2 separate regions of the Bombyx mori genome follow, and region 1 is linked to region 2. Evidence: chromatin contacts called from public Hi-C data. All regions are on one chromosome and are shown on one strand. Each heading gives the region's core, a stretch centred on a gene start, on an enhancer-like site or on the middle of the called end of the contact. The rest is flanking DNA. Distances are from core to core; before and after follow the strand shown.

Evidence for each region. A called contact is a pair of places that touch in the nucleus more often than the background predicts.
Region 1: a contact with region 2 is called in a Hi-C map of middle silk gland, with 2.3 times the contacts expected there. The contact joins the promoter of LOC101744544 here to the enhancer-like site in region 2. A contact is called at or near these places in 3 of 7 Hi-C or Micro-C datasets (middle silk gland, posterior silk gland and whole pupa).

Annotation. Positions count from the first base shown.
Region 1 is chr24:5,855,616-5,859,374 of ASM3026992v2, reverse strand. LOC101744544 reads left to right here and starts at 2,164. Exons shown (of 11, transcript XM_038020080.2): 1 at 2,164-2,427. The coding sequence starts at 2,373. LOC101736511 (nucleosomal histone kinase 1) reads right to left here and starts at 2,058. Exons shown (of 6, transcript XM_062675686.1): 1 at 1,856-2,058; 2 at 595-881; 3 at 214-456. The coding sequence starts at 391.
Region 2 is chr24:5,788,420-5,792,069 of ASM3026992v2, reverse strand. All of the region lies in intron 1 of LOC101744544, which reads left to right. Among protein-coding and RNA genes, the nearest start is that of LOC101744544, 67 kb to the left of the region's middle. Within about 2 kb of position 1,494, at least 8 of the 8 cell types and tissues checked have open chromatin away from gene starts, as enhancers often do.

The DNA.
Region 1 (3,759 bases), core at 915-3,414, 67 kb before region 2:
TATCACTATTATGTAGTTAATTAGATTAAAAATTTTGTATAACAGTATAGAAAAGTAGCTCAAGTTTTTTAAGTATTTTCATGGTTTTACGACATAGTTTTATTTTATTGTTTATAGGGTCAGCAAAACAAATATTGTTTATCTATGGAATCTATCTGATCTTACTATGCTTTGGAGTTGGTTACTCCTATTCTGTAAATTCGAAACACTCACCAATGGGCTTCCCGATCCGCCATTTCTTGAGCTGAATGTCTGTGAATACAATACCCGGCGGTAATGCCTCGTCGTCACAGAAACTCACGTCCAGACTGGAGGTTTCATCCTCTAAAGTCTTAACTTTCTTCTTCGGGTGTAAAGGCAACTGAACAATATCTGGTGCCCGCCGCGGCATTCCAACAGACAATAACTTTTGAATATTTGCCTTCCAAACTTTTACCAACCGTATCACGGTAGATTCTACAAAACAATCACGTAAAGACAATTTACGAATCTAATAATATGCAGCAATCCTACATCAGTATTTATTGAGTTAAGTTCTTAAGTAACATTTAATGTGATTTAAACAGTATTATTATTATTGATTTTCTATCTTACCTGAATGTTTATGAATTCAGTCCGTAATGTCCCGTTAGTTACTTTATTTGTTAATAATGAATCACTTTCAGGAAATTTTCATTCATTACTAAATTCTTAGTCATGTAAACTTGACGTACTCCGTTAAATTTACAATATCATTTCAGCAGAAATAACAACTGATTGATCGTCAGCCATGTTGTTAGTGTTTTTTTTATTATTTTACGAATGGCCGTTTATATCTCGACTTTTTAGCAATCTTAGTTCCGTTGTACTTTAAAAAATACTCACTTTCTTGGTAGTATCCACTATAATAACAAAGACGATGTACTAATTTAGGAAATATAATTAGGGAATACAAAATAAATTTAGAATTACAATTTTAATGCCACTTTATTCACTCTTTAAAGTAAAGTCGGCTGTCAAAAGGAGGATTTACCAGCACTGGGAACATTAAAATAATTACTTTCAACATTAGATGTGCTTAATTTACAATATTTCCTTTTCGATATAATGAGCTTAATTTATTTATAAAATTTTTGGTCAGCTCTATCAAATGTTAATTGTAGTCGATTTTACTTAATAGTCGAACGCCTAAACCACTATATTTTATTTTTATTTTTTCGAAAATCATTCTGTGGATTTCTTGTTCCTGAGCGTTAAATAATTTTGAACAATTATTTGATATCATCTTGAAATTCGCTAGCAGTTTACCTTCGGGATTTATTCGAAGTTGTGTTAATGTCGACAATAGATGTCATATCCTACGATATATCATTAGATGAGCAAGGTAACATTTACACATACTAATATATATCAATCATAGATAAGAAGTACTATTAATAATACACTTAATATTTAAATACCAATGGCGTTAAGCTGGTTCGTATTATGACGTTAATTCAAAAACGCATGATTAATGAAACAGTTTCCACGCATTAAGGCGCTCGCTCTTCTTACTTGAATAGCTTTCAGAGTGGTTGTTCTGCATTAGCATCACAATCAGCGTGAAAATCTGGATTAATTGAAGAGATGGCGATACCAACAGAAAGCTACTGCCAAGTACTAAGAATTATTCGCTTCTAGCAAAGCAAATATTGGAACGAAAGACTAAAGAATTAACGACAGAAATATGCTATTTCTATTATATATTTCTATTTTTCTGTATCGTTTTGTTGAATTAAAACCGCACGTTTAATTGACACAATTTTTTTTCAGAAATTATATATATGTACTTAAGTAGTATTATTTTTGATATTTGTATCTTAACTTGTAAACATACATTAATATGTATTAGAAATTTAAATTTACGGTACGGTACGATGCTACCACAAAACATTAACAAAATTGACACTATGTTTTCCTACTGCATACGTTTTAGAATTTACTACACTCAATATGGTGTGGCGCCATAGCGTCGCACAAAATTAACGTATTCCTACTGCCTCGAATCGAGAATATACTACTTACTCATGTAGGTTCAGTGCAATGGGCCCCTGTGTACACAATGACCGCGCTGTGTTTGAATGTATATAGTTAGTTATACTGCCAACAGTTACATTACCGTGCCTACCTACTGGCGTTTCATTCACTCGCTAATTCACAGCTGACCGTGAGGCCGCGTCCCTCGCTCCGGCCGCAGCTCGCGATGTTTACGCTTGTCAACAAATAAACAAAATGAGATGTGTTTTGTGATAAATAAAACTAATCTGTGTTTTGTTTTTCTTGTTTTTTTTTATATGTAATAATTTCAAAGGTATCATAATCTATGTTATGTTGTCTGTATTGAGTGCACGAAGATGGATATTGGTAACGGTGATTCAGACCATTCTATGACCTGGGAGGATTTTTTTGGTTCGTATTTATTTCATTGATTTGGTTGCAAGTTTTTTTTTATATCTTCTGATAACTTACATGACAATTTAAATATATTTACTGATACTTGTTCCAGTTTTAAATCTTATTGAAATCTTATCAGTTTTAATTACACCACTACTTAGTTACTTACCGGGGTTATTTCCTTTTTCTAGTTTGTAACGACTTTTTTATGAGTTATTATTCTCAGTATTAGGTAGTATGTAGTAGAAAATATAAGTTAAAAAGAATAGGTAGGCATACTAACATAAAGTTAGTACCTAGGTATTAGTGTTTTAATACGCTATGTCTATATCTAGGATTAAGTCAGTGTTTTAATATTCAATGTAACATGTAACTAGTGCTGATTTTTTAACATATCGCATTGCATGAAAATAGAAATACTAGTAGGTTTAATGATAACTTTTTTTTACTTCGCGATAATCGATACGTAATAAATTCTTGGCTTTTATTAATTTTTAATAATAAATAATTAATTTTTATTTATTAGGGATTTTAAACATAATATTTATTAACTTTAAAATTACGAAATACATCGTTGTACGGATAGCGTGACGTCTATTTTTTTGACAATTAATGTCAAAAAAATAGACTTGACTACAACATTTTTTATAGGTGTGATTTGAAACTGAAATGAATACGGAGCTTGTAACTTTCTCACTACCAATTAAAGTGAAATTTTGAAAAACCTTTGTCTGAGTAAAAATACAATAAACGGAATAGCAGAGTAAATAAAAGAATACCATTTTACTAATAATTTAATTATACCCATACTTACTATTTTACGCAAAATAGAAATCCAAGAGCCCAGTACCTTATAAGTTTTTTCTTGTAAATTTCCATCCGTAATAACTCATTAGTTGAGAGTACCTGTAACTATGATTATTTACTTTGAAATAAGTGTGTATGTACTCGAGATAATGATTCTTGTTATCTGTGGCATGCGTTTGTGATAAAAAAGTGAGCAACAATGGAACTGGTTTGTGCCATTAATGAAAAGCTTCCCTTAATCTTATTTATATAAAAAAACACAATTTATATCTTTGGTTTTAATAGTGATACCAACGAAAAAAAAAAAAATCAATCAAGTATGATTCAGAACCAGAATGATTCTCGCTTTTCGCGATTCGTAAACATTATTAAAACACTAATTTATGTGTATTATCTATGATTATAACTATTTTTACAACAGACAGACAAACGTTCATACATCAAGTTAATGAAAGACTTTAAAAAAATCATCATCAAAATTATAGTTTGATACGAGCAGTGGAAGCCAAAACAGCCATTAGGCATTTGAAAAATGATTTT
Region 2 (3,650 bases), core at 245-2,744:
ATTTACCACCGGATCGGAATCGCGATCCACTGAGAAGATCTGGCAAGGAACTCAGTGTGCTGTGTCTATGGGCTTGTAGGACAAATTAGATTTTTTTTTATCAATCACCCAACTAAGCTATGTTCTACGTAGTTGCGTACTATAGCGGCGTTTTAGTAAAAGTTAACTCAAATTTGTTCCAAAAAAACAAATTAGAATTCTTTAACTGAAAAAGATACGATTATTTTTGAACATTTTATAAAGCATTTAAAGAAAATCCTTAATCACAATAAACAAAAACCTCTTCATCACCACCGTACTATGAAGTGGAAACGCATTTTTAATAGACCTTTCCTCCTATCTAATCGCTGGTAGCATCGATGGACTATTCTTGCTACGCGCGCTTTGGTAGGTGAGCTCACGCGGCTCAACCTGAAAGCAATTGCTAAAACTAGCCCTAGCAAGAGCCAGTGCTTCGCTGAATCTACCACCGGATCGGAAACGTCAAAAAAAAACTCAGTGAGTTCGTGTACACGTGGTTGTACGTGGAAAAAAAACTTAGAATAATAATCCTCATGAGGAACGGAATGTAAAACACTTCATACAAATATTTCCTATATTCACGTGTAAGTATGTAAACGTTACGTCATCAATAACAATGACTCAGACAGAACTCCCAAGTAGTTCTCTTTGTAGGTTTTAATTATTTTTTTTTGTTATTTATTTATAAAAATGTTAATGATTTCTGTTTAACATTTCCTTTGCCTTATTTTGTCTCTTTGTTTTCAAACGTCATAATGCATATACGTCATAGCGAATCTTTTTAGAAGATTTTGTTAGAATTGTTTTTGAATTTACTCGTCAGGAAATAGGGTCAAAATTGTAAGGTCAATCAACCGTGTGGCCTAATTAGACGGAATTAATAATGGCACACTTTTGTGCTTGTACGGTGTTATGTTCGTAACTTAATACTAAAATCATACGCCTCGTATCTAGAACCTTCTCTTTCGGTTTTCTTTGCTCACTCGATGAAAAAAAAAATAGATGACATTGATTGAATCTTAGATCTGAGTTTAATGGTGGTAGGGCATGCTGTGAACCCGCACTGGTAGGTACCACCACCCTGCCTATTTCTGCCGTGAAGCAGTGATGCGTTTCGGTTTGAAGGGGGGGGCAGCCGTTGTATTGTAAAAACTGAGACCTTAGAACTCATATCTCAAGGTAGGTATATGGGCTTCGGTAATCACTTAACACCATGAGGGCTGTGAGCTCGTTCACCCATCTAAGCATAAAGAAAAAATGTTATTAATTTTAATGTCTACATAGTATAAGCATTTTTTCTAAACGTCTACCTGACAAATGTTTATAAGGCTAGGAACGTGGGAAAAAATGTTAAAGTATATTTATTTAAGTTTACACTTTGTTCTTTCATTCATAAAATGTTTATAAGCTGATAGTATTAAAATCACTTGCAATTTTTCAACCTTAACGCGATGATGTAGAGTTCAATACTGCAAATCAAGTTGTCTAGTTTCAAAGGTAAACAATATTATTTTATCTTTTAACGTATTGAAAATAAAGGCGCGTATTGCTTGTGCTTTTTGTAACCTAAATTTATTGAGCCGGGCAAGTGTACGCTACTTTAGTCTTTATTAATATCAGTTTTATAGACTATAATAGCATGCTTGTATTCTTGTGAACCTAATTAATTAATTTTTTGTTTGGCTCTTAAGTCTTGACTGATAGAATTGGAAATCGTTTGACTATAACTTTAAGTTGATAGTAGGAATATCGTGGCATTTAATTGGTATTATTTCGCCTTGTTTAGTGAATCATCGCTTGTAACGCGGTAGAGACGTGTGTTGTTCTTTTGTATTTTTGTTTTATTATTTTTTAAGTATTATAAACTTCGCGTGTGTTCAGTTGTAAAGTTTAAAAAATATGTTGATACTTGGTTGCGATTTATTGGTGTTCTTATCATTCCAAATAGTGACTGCGGTTTTGAAATGAATAGTGAGTCAGACAGGTGGGTTTTTGTGTTTGAATTAAAAGCTGTTTATCCCCATTCATATTTTAATAGAAGTTAACCTATAAATAAAAGTCGTGTAATAAAAATGTTATATACGGAATCCCTGTTTTGAAGATGCATAGTACGATTTAGAATACATCGCCTAATGACATAGACATTAAGAATAAAAATAGAATTATTATCACACCGACTCATACGTTGGGACTGTGGATGGTTGAATACTTTTAAATTAAATTTAATATATAAAAATATTAACTATACTGAAAATATTTTTGCCAAATCGATTCCTTTTTTTTGCAGATAGTCTTAATTTATTTAAGGTCTGCATTTTGTTCTCTAAAGCCAAATCTATATTTATATTTATAAATGGATACGAAACGGATTAGAGTAGAGTGAAATGAAGCTGATAAATCTTTAACTGATTATGGGATGAGATGGAAGGAATTGTGATGAAATGAAAAACTGTCCGAAAAAAAAGGGAAGAATATTCTGGAAGCTTAATAGGTTTTGGAAGAGCCTAAAATGTACTATCCATTTATTATTTGTCATTTTCACACATTTGCACACTTTTATAGATACTAAGCGGTTAATAAGCCACCATTTTTACCGAGACTTTTAACTCTGCAGTTTTCGTGTACCTATGTTTTTCATGTTTGTCTCTGTTGCTTTTATTAGAATTTTGTGCTTTTGTGTGTTTATTTGTTCAATTTATTCACTAGCGCCGGTTACCATAATTATTTCTGCATAACCTTCGGTTGATTTAGTAAGAAATGTCTTAGGCATTAAGTACGTCAAGGTATACAAAATCATAGTGTAGTTAATAAATATATTTATTAACAAAATAAACAAATTCATTATGTTGCGAATTTAAACAATTCTTATTCGATGGTTTTGCTCATCGAAAGTAGCACAAGGCATTGCTGCAATATTGCCAGTGCGTTAATTAAAAAAAAAACAACATTATTCAATCATTTTACTAACCTGTCAAAAGATGACAAGTGATATTTTTTTTTTAATATTTCCTTCTGTATTGGCTTACGTTTCTGGAACTAACTACACTTGAAATGAATATAATGTTTATCTTAATACTCTTCAAGGGAGGGCTGCTCGACTATCTTTATCGGGTACGGGTATGCGAAATATCCTTCCTATTTTTAACTCGTTTTTATTAGCTTGAGTATGCATATGAGGTCGTCAGCGCAAAAGTAGCCTAAATCTTACCATAGTTAGTATGGAGATAATGAGGTTCGAATTAACCATTACAATACTTCGTTGGCATAAAAATACGCGCTATAATGATGTTCACAATGGCATCTATTATCTATGGATGGAACTAGGGATAGGCCGATTATGCATCAAAATTTATTATGTTTTAAATAAATTGCAATACATAAGCACGAATATGAATTGTGGGTTAGGCCACTTTTGCGTTGACGGCCTCTTATGTCATTGTCACATATTATTGTCACGTATTGGTCTTAGAACGTCATTTTCATCGACTTAAAAACGTCAGATTAACTTGATAACTTGTTCACGCATCAAGGACCGACGACAATACAATAATGTTATAAGTGCTTTAATACCCTGGTCGGTATTAACAGGATTAAAACAAGATCAAATCAATTGGGTGTTTAATCGTTTT